Regions from separate parts of the Pan troglodytes genome. Here region 2 is linked to region 1. The links are chromatin contacts, called in public capture Hi-C maps. All regions are on one chromosome and are shown on one strand. The core of a region is the stretch at or near the end of the contact, and the rest is flanking DNA. Distances in the headings are between cores, read along the strand shown. Region 1 has its middle 300 kb from the start of IRS1. Region 2 overlaps IRS1 (insulin receptor substrate 1).

Region 1 (5,325 bases), core at 919-3,418:
GTTCTGTCCAACCAAGACATACCACTCTCACCACTCTCTATTTTCTCTTTTCCTTCTAATTTCATCACTCGAGCTCTGGGGCCAGCAGTTATTAGGACTCATTGGAGCTCTACACCTGCTGTGCAGTTGAACTATTCCTAACCTTGAGTCAACACCCCTAGACTAAAGTCTTCCCTGTGAGCCTCAGGGTTCAGGACTGGAATGTGGCTACCTTCTTCCAAATGCGGATTTCATAGGCTAAATGTGATAGAAAAAGGTACCTATTCTAGGTGCTTGCAGCCATCTACCTGCTCACTCTCTGGTGAGTGGTAAGTGGAGTGAGGTCCACCCCACCTCAGTTGCTTTCTCCAGTATCTTGGTACAAAGAACATTCTATAGAATGAGAGAGCCTTGTGCCTGGGTCCCTTCCCTTTTCCTATTGTATGATTCCAGGCTTCCTTTTAAATAAATTTCCACAAATGTTTATCTCCTGAATATCCAGATCCAAGCTCCTTAGCTCAGGCCCACTCTGCTACCAAAGTTAGCCACAATGGCGGATTTAGAAATAATCATGGAACAACTTAAATGGCCGTTTAGTCACGGTGGTGGTGCCAATCAGAATTCCCAGGATCACAGATGGAAAATTTTATGTCTAAGACCAAAGTGCAAAAAAAATGGATATATTATTGACAGATTGGGTCCAGTTCACATATACCATTTTAAAACCCACAAATGGTTGAGATTTCATAAAAAACATAAAGGAGAGTGGGCGCGGTGTCTCATGCCTATAATCCTGGCACTTTGGGAGGCCGAGGCAGGTGGACCACCTGAGGTCAGGATTTGAGACCAGCCTGGCCAACATGGTGAAACCCTATCTCTACTAAAAATACAAAAAATGAGCTGGCCATGGTGATGGGAGCCTGTAATCCCAGCTACTCAGGAGGCTGAGGCAGGAGAATTGCTGGAACCCGGGAGGCAGAGGTTGCAGTGAGCTGAGATCGCGCCACTGCACTCCAGCCTGGTGACAGAGCGAGACTCTGTCTAAGAAAACAAAACAAAACAAAACAAAAAAACACCATAAAGGAGGTATTGATATTACTCATGAGGTTACACATGTACCTTCAGAATTTCGGTCTTACAATTGATACAAGAGAAAATATTAAGACAACCTCTCTCTTATAACAAGGTCTTGGTTTATTTTTATTTCATTTTTTTTAAATCACATTATACATTTGAAGTAAATTTACCACTTTCCATGAAGAAGGGTTTAAATACAGCAATAAGAGAATGGATGCCTATGAAAGGCATTAGACTGATTAGAAAGTGGGTGCCAATAGCTGGTTCTGAAGCTCATTAAAACAAATGAAAGACTTGGAATGTTTTCTTTTTTTTGGCAGAAATTATACAACCACATTGCAAGTTTAATGATTTTATGCTTGTGATTAAAACCTGAGTAATTTTTCCTTTGAAGAACATAATAAATGCATGTGGCACCCAAAATATTCAGTACTTCTCTGTCATATGGTAGAATTTCTGAGTGCTTAAAATATTAACTTCTTTGCATAATACTGCTGGGGAATAATTTCTGCTTTCTAACTCCCATTATATCAAGGAGAAAATGAAAATAGAAGGATTTTTTTGTCAGGTCAGTGGCAGAATCGCAATAAAAATTAAATCACCTGTGAAACCCAAACCCAGGGTTAGGTTCCCCTCTGGGGAGTTGAGAACCTTTATTGGATCATCTGAACAATGGGCTCATGGAGTCAGAATCATAGCACCTTGCCTCCCTTTCCTTCTTCCTATCATTTGGGACTTCTATGGGTGATATTAATTTATAAGAATCTTCATGCAATTCCACTTACATTTAATCTACACAAAATTAAAATCACAAATCTTGTTCTCCATGGGCATCATAGAATAGACTGTTGCTGAATAACTTGTCTCCCTCCTGCTTTCCTGAGCATACCAGTTTATTAACTCAGTTCCATGTTTTTTCCATACCAATCACCCTCCTTTTCTCCCAAATCAGAAGCAAACCTAAACACAGGAGAAGCAAACAGTGGGTCCCTATGTTACATAGAGCCAAAATCAAAGTGAAACCCTTCACAGGAAACCCTCACCTTTTCTTATCGGTGGACCTGCCTCCCCATCCTGGCAGGGATCCTCAGAGCGAGGAGCCTGGTCCTCTGCTGGCCCAGGAGCTGGCCAGGTTGGCTGTGGGCAGCTGACATCGAGGATGACCCTGGTTGTCTGTCTCCTGAAGCCACAGAGCGTTTGCTTTTGGTTTTGCTCAGTTGCCTGGCCAATCAAATAGATTTCTGTTTTAAACAGCATTTTTTTTTCAACCTTGGCCTCTGAAGTCTTCCAGAATATTGGAAACCTGTTAAAGCATAAACATATGTCATGCAGAGCGAGAGGTAGTCAAAGAAATCAGGATGGCAAAGTCAAAGATGCAAATTAAAACCCAGGAAGAATCAATTAAATAGGCACCAAAGGTCTGTTTAAATGATTAAATGAGACAGAAGTGCATCTTGAGATGAATAAATTATAGCAATGTGTGAGAAAAGAAATGAAGTGCTGGGAGGATTGGAGGGGGAGGATGAATGAATAGATATGAGTGAAGAGATTTAATAGAGGTGATATGCACACAGTCTCAGGTTTTGGTTATTAGATTGATTAAATATGCAAAAATGTCACCATAGCCTCTGGGTAATTGTACAAAACACAAATACAACAGTAAACTCCCACAGCTAGAAAAATAACAAGAGGAAAGCCATGGCATTCCTCATGGTTCTGCCTAGCACGTGCCTCTGAATGTACTGCTGTTTGTCTTTGTACCAAACGCAGTGTGTCCTAAAGCTCAGTCACGCTGAACTGAGCCCCCCAGTCCCCCTCCTCCCTCCTGGCTGGCTACAGAGACTTGAGTTAGGCTGCTCTGTAATAATTTCTGTCACTCTGTGTGTTTCCCAAAGTGCTTTTACATATGTATATCATGTCATCTTTAAAACCAGGTGAGAATGGCAAGTATGATTGCAATTGTAGCTTTCTGGGGGGAGAAACCAGAAGGTGGAGAAACATAGGTGCTCAAGATCACCCCAAAGCCAGAGCTGCGTTAGGACTGCACGCCCAGTTGGGCAAGTGGGACAGGTCGTGCAGCTCTCAGGGTTACTGGCTAAAAGGACAAACGGGCCAAAATGCAAACCTGGTCAGGTTCACCAAACTGTGCAGCTTGTCATGGGGCTTGTTTACCTGGAGGCAGGGGTGTCATTTCCTAGTTTGCAAAGAGAGATTTACAGGTGGCCCCGAACTTGGGTCTCTTGACACTCTTCCTGTTTTGGTATCCTGCCCTAAGAGAGTTCTCTTCTTTCTCTTCTCCTATCCAAGTCATAGTCTTCTTTTTCATTTCAAACCCACCAGCCTAAAAACACTGAAGTGTTCATTTATCTATTTCTTTTTTTAATTTTTTAAAAATTTTATTTGTCCATAAGTTATTGGGGTACAGGTAGTATTTGGTTACATGAATAAGTTCTTTAGTGGTGATTTGTGAGATTTTGGTGCACCCATCACCCGAGCAGTATACACTGCACCATATTTGTAGTCTTTTATCCCTCTCTCCCTTCCCGCTCTTGCCCCCAAGTCTCCAAAGTCCATTGGGGGACTTTCATTCTTCTGCTTTTGCATCCTCATAGCTTAGCTCTCACATATCGGTGAGAACATACAATGTTTGGTTTTCTATTCCTGAGTTACTTTTATCCTATGTAATCTGCAGTTATAGTGACTGATAGTCGATTCCCAGTACCTTAGGGTATGCAGTAGAAATAAACAGTAGGGAGGGAAAGCAAGCTGGATGGCACAGATAGTATGAACTATTGGTACTGTCCTACCAGGGAGCCCTGCTGGAAGTGAAGATGCAGGGGGAAAGAAGGGCAAGTAAGACATAGGTGGTCTGTGGACAGTCAACAGTCAACACAAGGACACTGGGATAGGAGCTCTGCTGAGAATGCTTTCTATGTGACTACTTGGACTACTCAATACCTCAGGTGATCTGCCTGCCTCGACCTTCCAAAGTGATAGGATTATAGGCGTGAGACACTGTGCCCAGCCAATCCTTTTCATTTCTACAAAGTCAATAGTAATGTACGTCTTTTATTTCTGATTTTACTAATCTGAGTCTTCTCTCTGTATTCTTGGTTAGTCAAGATAAAGATTCATTACTTTTATTGATATTTTCAAGAATCAAAGTGGTTTTGATTTTTCTGCTTTGTATATTCTCTAGTTCATTTATTGCCACTCTAATTTATATTATTTTCTTTCTGATTGCTTTAGTTTTAGTTTGCTTTTCATTTTCTAGTTTCTTAAGGTAGAGGATTAGTTTATTAAGTTGAGATCTTTCTTTTTTTCTTTTTTAATATGGGCCTTTACAGTTATAAGTAAGAAGTAAAAAAGAAAATGAACTGGTTTTCTAGGAGATGGAAGCCTTATGCCAATGAGGCTTGGTTCCTGAGCTCATTCAGCTTTGCATTCTCATTTGCTAGATTCCTATTGGGACAAAGGGAGACCGGGGAAATGTCTTTTCCTAAAGGCAAGTTCTTCTGCACTAGAAAGGAAACCAAAGTTATTTACTTATGGCCAAGGAGAAGCATCATTTTCACATGTTGGACTGCACCTTATGATTTTCAGATTAACTACTAATTGAATAGCAGTAACCATTTTACCAGTCTTAGTAATTTCCCAGCAGAAATCAGGCAGTTTTCTTCTTTCTTAACAGTCTGCCTCACTCATTAATGATGCCCACTGTTCATTCCTGTCCTTGGTGCTGTATGTACATCAGAAAAGAAATAACAGGGAGTCTCCTACAGACTAATCTGATGCTCCATCAAGTAATTTACTTCAGCAGCTATTTGCAGAGGAAGCCACATAGTATTATTTAAACAGTTGGCTTGGCTGGGTAAGGAGGCCAGGGCCCAAGATCTGAGTTTCATAGCACCTTCCCTTCACAGTGCTATAATTCCTGGCTGTCTCTATCCCACCTTGCAGGAAATTGGTATCTCAACTTCTCTTTCATCTTTTCATATCTTATCAGTAGAAGAATAGGGTAGGCTGGAGGGCCAAGATATGCAGACACCTGGAGTGTTGTGAAGTGAGTACATGAGAGATTGGGGTTAATGGGCCTTGAACATAACTGGCAAAATTATCTATCCCTTTTAATAATTTTCTAGTTTTTTTTCCCCCCACAAGATAATCCTTTTCATGGTTCTTCACAGTGTTCTAAGGGCTTCCCCATGCATTGTCATGAAAACAACTGCATGCAGAAACTATTGTTACAGAAAAACAGCTGGGAGGGCA
Region 2 (5,293 bases), core at 1,238-3,737, 250 kb before region 1:
ATACATTTGAAATATGCTGCCATATACTTGTATTATAATCAGTTTCAGCTGGTTTCAGAGAGGGATTGTTTCTTCAATAGTTAGACCACTTTGTTTTTTTTTTTTAAAGAACAGTTCGCTTCAAAGAATCCCAGATCAAATTCTTCTCAACGTTTTCCCCCGATATTCTCCTCAATGCAGAAAGGAAAACAAAGGCTAAACCTTTTTTGCTTCTGTAAGATGATGGCTTCCTGGAGACGTTCCTTAGATCAAGGATCTCCAACCTTTTTGGCACCAGTGACAGGTTTCATGGAAGACAATTTTTCCATGGCTGGGGGTGAGGGGATGAATGGTTTCATCAGGCATTATTTTCTCGTAAAGAGCATGTGCAACATAGATCCCTTGCATACACGGTTCATGATAGGTTTCACACTCCTGTGAGAATCTAATGCCGCTGCTGATCTGACAGGAAGCCGAGTTCAGGTGCTTATGCTCATCCACCATTCACCTCTTGCTGTGGAGCCCGGTTCCTAACAGGCCATGGATCTCTACTGGTCCACAGCCTGGGAATTGAGGACCCCTGCCTTAGATGTATGTTGTAGGGCAAATCTTCTACTGAGGTTGAGCTTGCCCCTATTAGAAACTATTGGGAGTGGCATTGTCCTCTGTTAGGCCTGTTTAAGGATCAGAAAAACCTATGGGAAGATCATGGCTCCACAGCTGAGGTACCTCATGGTTGTTTTGGAAGATGCTTGTTCAATTCAGTAGATTTTTCTTACATGACCAAGTTCTTCCATAAAGTGAACCACAACCCATATTATCGGGGACTCTAGCTAAAACTTGCGGTGAGTAGGAAATAGATTAAACACAGGTTTTCCCACTTCTCCAGCTGCCAAAAGTGATGTCAGTGGTGTTAATGATTCTTACCTCAGTCCACTGCAGACCAGGGATGTCTATGCAAATGCTTGTTCGGTGCCTGATTCCTGGGCTATTATGGAAAAACTGATGATGCTTGAGAAACAATTGGGTAATCAGACAGTTACTCAAATGTAAAATCAGACGCTTGCTTTCTTGAAGCAATTTGACTCCAGGGAGAGGGCAAAGAATGAGAAATCTATTAGTTTTTAACAAAAAAAGCAAAGGCAGTGAAAATAGGCTCTGCCTGATTCCCTTTTGTCTAATTATAGAAACAGTTTTGCACACAATTTTCACCATCCATACACTAAATGAAGTTCTGATTGTAATGCAAGTCTACTGGTTTGTATCAAAGCCAGACCTATAAAACCTGTATCCTGTAATCTGACCATTACAAACAAAACCCCAAACCCAAAAGTGATGCGAAATTACAATAGAAACCTCAGAACTGAAATGTAATTTCTGTGAGGGAAAGGATGCTACAGAAATAGTGCCCATGAAAGCAGAAGAAAGACATTCGTATGACATTCTCACTTAGTAGGGAATATTCTGTCATATTACCTTCATGTCTTTTCGTAACAGGTTTATTTTGGTTGAGCTCTGTTAAAGTTAAAGCTTCCTGGCTGAGCACGGTGGCCCACACCTGTAATCCCAGCACTTTGAGAGGCTGAGGCGGGTGGATCATCTGAGGTAGGGAGTTTGAGACCAGCCTGGCCAACATGGTGAAACCTCGTCTTTGCTAAAGATACAAAAATTAGCCAAGTGTGGTGGTGTGCACCTGTAATCCCAGCTACTTGGGAGGCTGAAGCAGGAGAATTGCTTGAACCCAGGAGGGGCAGGTTGCAGTGAGCCGAAATGGCACCACTGCACTCCTGCCTGGGTGACAGAGTAAGACTGTCTCCAGAAAAAAAAAAAAAAAAAAAAAAAAAAAAAATTAAATCTTCCTGCCTGAGAGTACGTGTGGTCTGACTTGAAATGAAGAGGGACTTTTTTTTGTTTTTTTTTCCTAAGTCCTTTTACCTTGAATCTGTCATGTACATAGGACAAACTATAGTATCGGTAAAAGGGAGATTGGAAACATTTTGATTTGCATTTGAGGGGAGGAGCTATTATGGTCTTGACCTCATTTTCTTTATCAGCATGTTTCCTGTTAATAAAAAGAATGGGAAATAACAGCAGTGGATATTCTTTGGCTTAAAAGATGTGTTAATATTTATTCAGATTTCCTTAATATATCACTGACAGAATACTTTTAATTACTGAGAACTAAATGTTGTTTTGGTCTGTCTTCTCCACAAATTCCTAACCATCCTGAAAAGTTTCTAGAATCTCCTTCTGCCTTTGGTAGCTGGGGAAGGAGAAATTCACGAGACTGACAGAATTCAGCCCAGTAGCCTCTGCCAGAGCTGACAGGCTTGACGGTCGCCTTTCGGTCTTCTTCTTCTTTTTTTTTTTTTTTTCATAATGCGTGTGCCTTTCTTCATTGGTGGTCTCCTGAAGTCACCAGCCCTGCCAGAAGCTCTTTCACTGGGACAAAAGGGGAACTGGAGCGAGATGGCCTCTCACATGTTGGCAACTCTCCCTGAATTTTCTTCCTTGGCAACCCTGCGCACTGGAAGATCTGGCCAGCAACCTTGTTATTTTCACCAGCCCTCTCCCATGTGACTTGCACCAGGCAAAAGTGCTATTTAAGCAGCTCCATTAAAGCACTGGCTTGGCTGGTTGGCTTACCCTTTGCCATTTGAGACCACAAAACCAAGTTCTTTCCAGCTCAATCCTGGCCTGTTTTAAAAGAAGTTGGTTTCCTTTCTTTAGCTAAAATGGCTTTCTCCTTTCAACATCCAAGTAGCAAACATGTTGGTCTTACCTCTAACTTTAGCTCAATCTTCACTTGATGTGTGTGATTATGATCTGAAGGCCTTAGAATTGAGAATTGAGAATTCACTGGTTAGTTTTCTCCTTTTCCAAGCTTCAGCTTGCCCCCATACTTCCCAGCTGTCCCTTGTAAAGAACGGGGAGATTATCCCATGTCCCAGACTTTAGAGGCTCTCTGGATTTAGCTCTTCTTTTTGTATCAGCAATATGACCATAGTTAATAGCGCTGGACCAGGAGAATGCAGCTTCCTCCTTCTGTGCTACTAACTCAAATGCTAGAACCAAGGCTTTAAGCTGGGAACTTCCTTTAATAAGTGTTTCACAGTCTATCCATAGGTCAGTGGTCATTTTTATTCATCTGAGATTTTATAGTGGGATTTTATTGAGGTATGAATTTTAATGAACAACACCCATCTATTACCAGAACTATAAAGGTATTTGAGACTGATGATAATATGTGTGTGTGTGTGTTATGTGTGTGTGTGTGTGTGTGTGTGTGTGTGTGTTTACTGGGCTCATTTGCCAGATTCAGGTATGCTGAATGTGTGTGTTGTAAGGTGCTTTATTAATAAGCATTCTAGAAGACATGATTTGCTTCCAGTTAGTGGTACTGTAAATTAAGTGTATCAGCAGTGAGGTAACTGAAGAATTGTGGTAGGAGAGAGGGGTATGCAGTTTAATGTAATTGTGTGAAATAAGAAATCAACAGACGTGGGAAGACAGAATAGAGAGAGGTTATAGGCATCATTGTCAGAATCTTGCAAAGTACAGAGCTACCCACTGACCCCTCTGCTCTCATGAAGGGAATCTTTACTAACCTGAGAGGAATCCTTCTGTTCTCCTGGCTCTTCCAAATATTTTACCTGTGCCTTTCCTTTAAATACTGAGGCTTTTGGAAACTAAAGCCAGGGAGCCAGAAGATTTTCCTACTTTCAAATTCCTACTCTCCCCATATTATACAATGCGTTGGGATGATGGGAAAGGGATGGAATACCAGGACGCTTTAAAAAGTTGGGTAACATTTCAAAAATTTTTCTCATCATGGATTTTTAAGAATGGGAAAGATCTAAGTATGATTAAAACAGTATTTTCCTTTCCTACTTAGACTTTTTGGGGGGACATTAAATGCAGCATTTTAAAAGTTCAAATCCTTTAAGTAGATTGTGAAATTACAACCACAGCTGAGTAGTGGTTTTTCTGGTGATGGGGAATATAAGTCATGTTTATTCCTTCTTTACATCTTCCTGTATTTTATACATTTTCTGTATTATATTCAAGATACTTTTTTTTAAAAAAAAAAAGCACACAGCTGTTTATGTTAACTGAAAGAGAAATATGCTGTTTTGATTCATTTCTTTAAGTGGAGGAAATTAATTTATATTAATTTTCTAGTTCCATCTACAATATAAGATTTCAAACAATGACCTCTATTGAAAAAAAGTCATCACTACGGTCATTTTTTTAAAGCACAGTTGGATAAGGAAGAGTTACTTTCTAACAATTTAGTATGTGACAGTGGCCAAGCAACTTAAAATATTTTACTCTTATTTCCCTAGTAAAAGTAGAAACGACTAGCAATGCCCCAACTAGATTTTTATTACTATATTGCCCTTGATCTAACATATTGGCAAGAAGTTTCAAAACATATAAATACAGGATAAAAACATTTGTCAATTGTTCTGACCAAGAATGCATTGCTGAATGTACAGATCTTTCCATCATACTCACACTCTTGTGCTGTTTCCAGCTGCTTTCCCAGTAAAAACGATCAGTAAGCTGAGACAATGTAAAAGGAAGCAGTCTTTATTTGTTTTTCAGCTATTGTAGGCATAGTTTAAGTGGGTAGAACCCAGAAGATGTAAATTCCTACTAGATGCAATAATGCAATAATCCATAGGTCTCAAGTAGCATTGCTCAAGTGTTGACTTATTTGATAATGCTTTAAAAATTACATTTTTCATTACTGGCAACAGGATTAGGTGGGTTTTATCTTACAAGAATATACACGCAGAAGGACATAGTAGATACTGATGTGGTGATGAAATTTTGTCAAAATGTAATTTCCTGCTACTAAATCTCGTGACAGGTGCATTGTATTTCTGCCTTCAGAAGTTATTCCCCAATGATGTAACCAGACAGAATGCATTGTAGGAACATCACCACTTGATATTTGCACAGTGTCTTCTCTTAAGGAAATGTTTTGCTTTTTTGTTTCCAGTTTCTGCCTGTTACAAATGAATTTTTGCATTTGTAAAACTTTGTAGCAATATTTGCTACCTCTGGTCTGTCAATTGTCTCCCTTCAGTCAATTGAAGTGGTGTATATATAAAGTGTATTAAACATATGTATGCCTATGCGGGCTTTTCCCCTGCTTATTCCAGTCTTTATCATTGTATTTATGCTTATTGCATTGAATGACTGACTGCAAGACCCTAGTATGGGCATTGCTTTTTTCTTTTTTAAAAAATATATTAAGTTACGCAAATGTTTGCCTTTTTTGAGTGAGTTGCTTTATTCAAGTTCA

The links. Capture Hi-C pulls out chosen DNA fragments and counts their contacts.
Region 2: a contact with region 1 is called in a capture Hi-C map of stem cell-derived neural stem cells, with 3 times the contacts expected there. The contact joins two enhancer-like sites. A contact is called at or near these places in 1 of 7 Hi-C or Micro-C datasets (stem cell-derived neural progenitor cells) and 1 of 1 other capture datasets (stem cell-derived neural stem cells).

The regions. Positions count from the first base shown.
Region 1 is chr13:128,736,129-128,741,453 of NHGRI_mPanTro3-v2.0_pri, reverse strand. No RefSeq gene overlaps it. Among named protein-coding and RNA genes, the nearest start is that of IRS1, 300 kb to the left of the region's middle. Within about 2 kb of position 2,168, at least 2 of the 24 cell types and tissues checked have an H3K27ac peak or open chromatin away from gene starts, as enhancers often do. A contact at or near this core is called in stem cell-derived neural stem cells, where this site is marked.
Region 2 is chr13:128,981,510-128,986,802 of NHGRI_mPanTro3-v2.0_pri, reverse strand. All of the region lies in intron 1 of IRS1 (insulin receptor substrate 1), which reads left to right. Among named protein-coding and RNA genes, the nearest start is that of IRS1, 57 kb to the left of the region's middle. Within about 2 kb of position 2,487, at least 8 of the 24 cell types and tissues checked have an H3K27ac peak or open chromatin away from gene starts, as enhancers often do. A contact at or near this core is called in stem cell-derived neural stem cells, where this site is marked.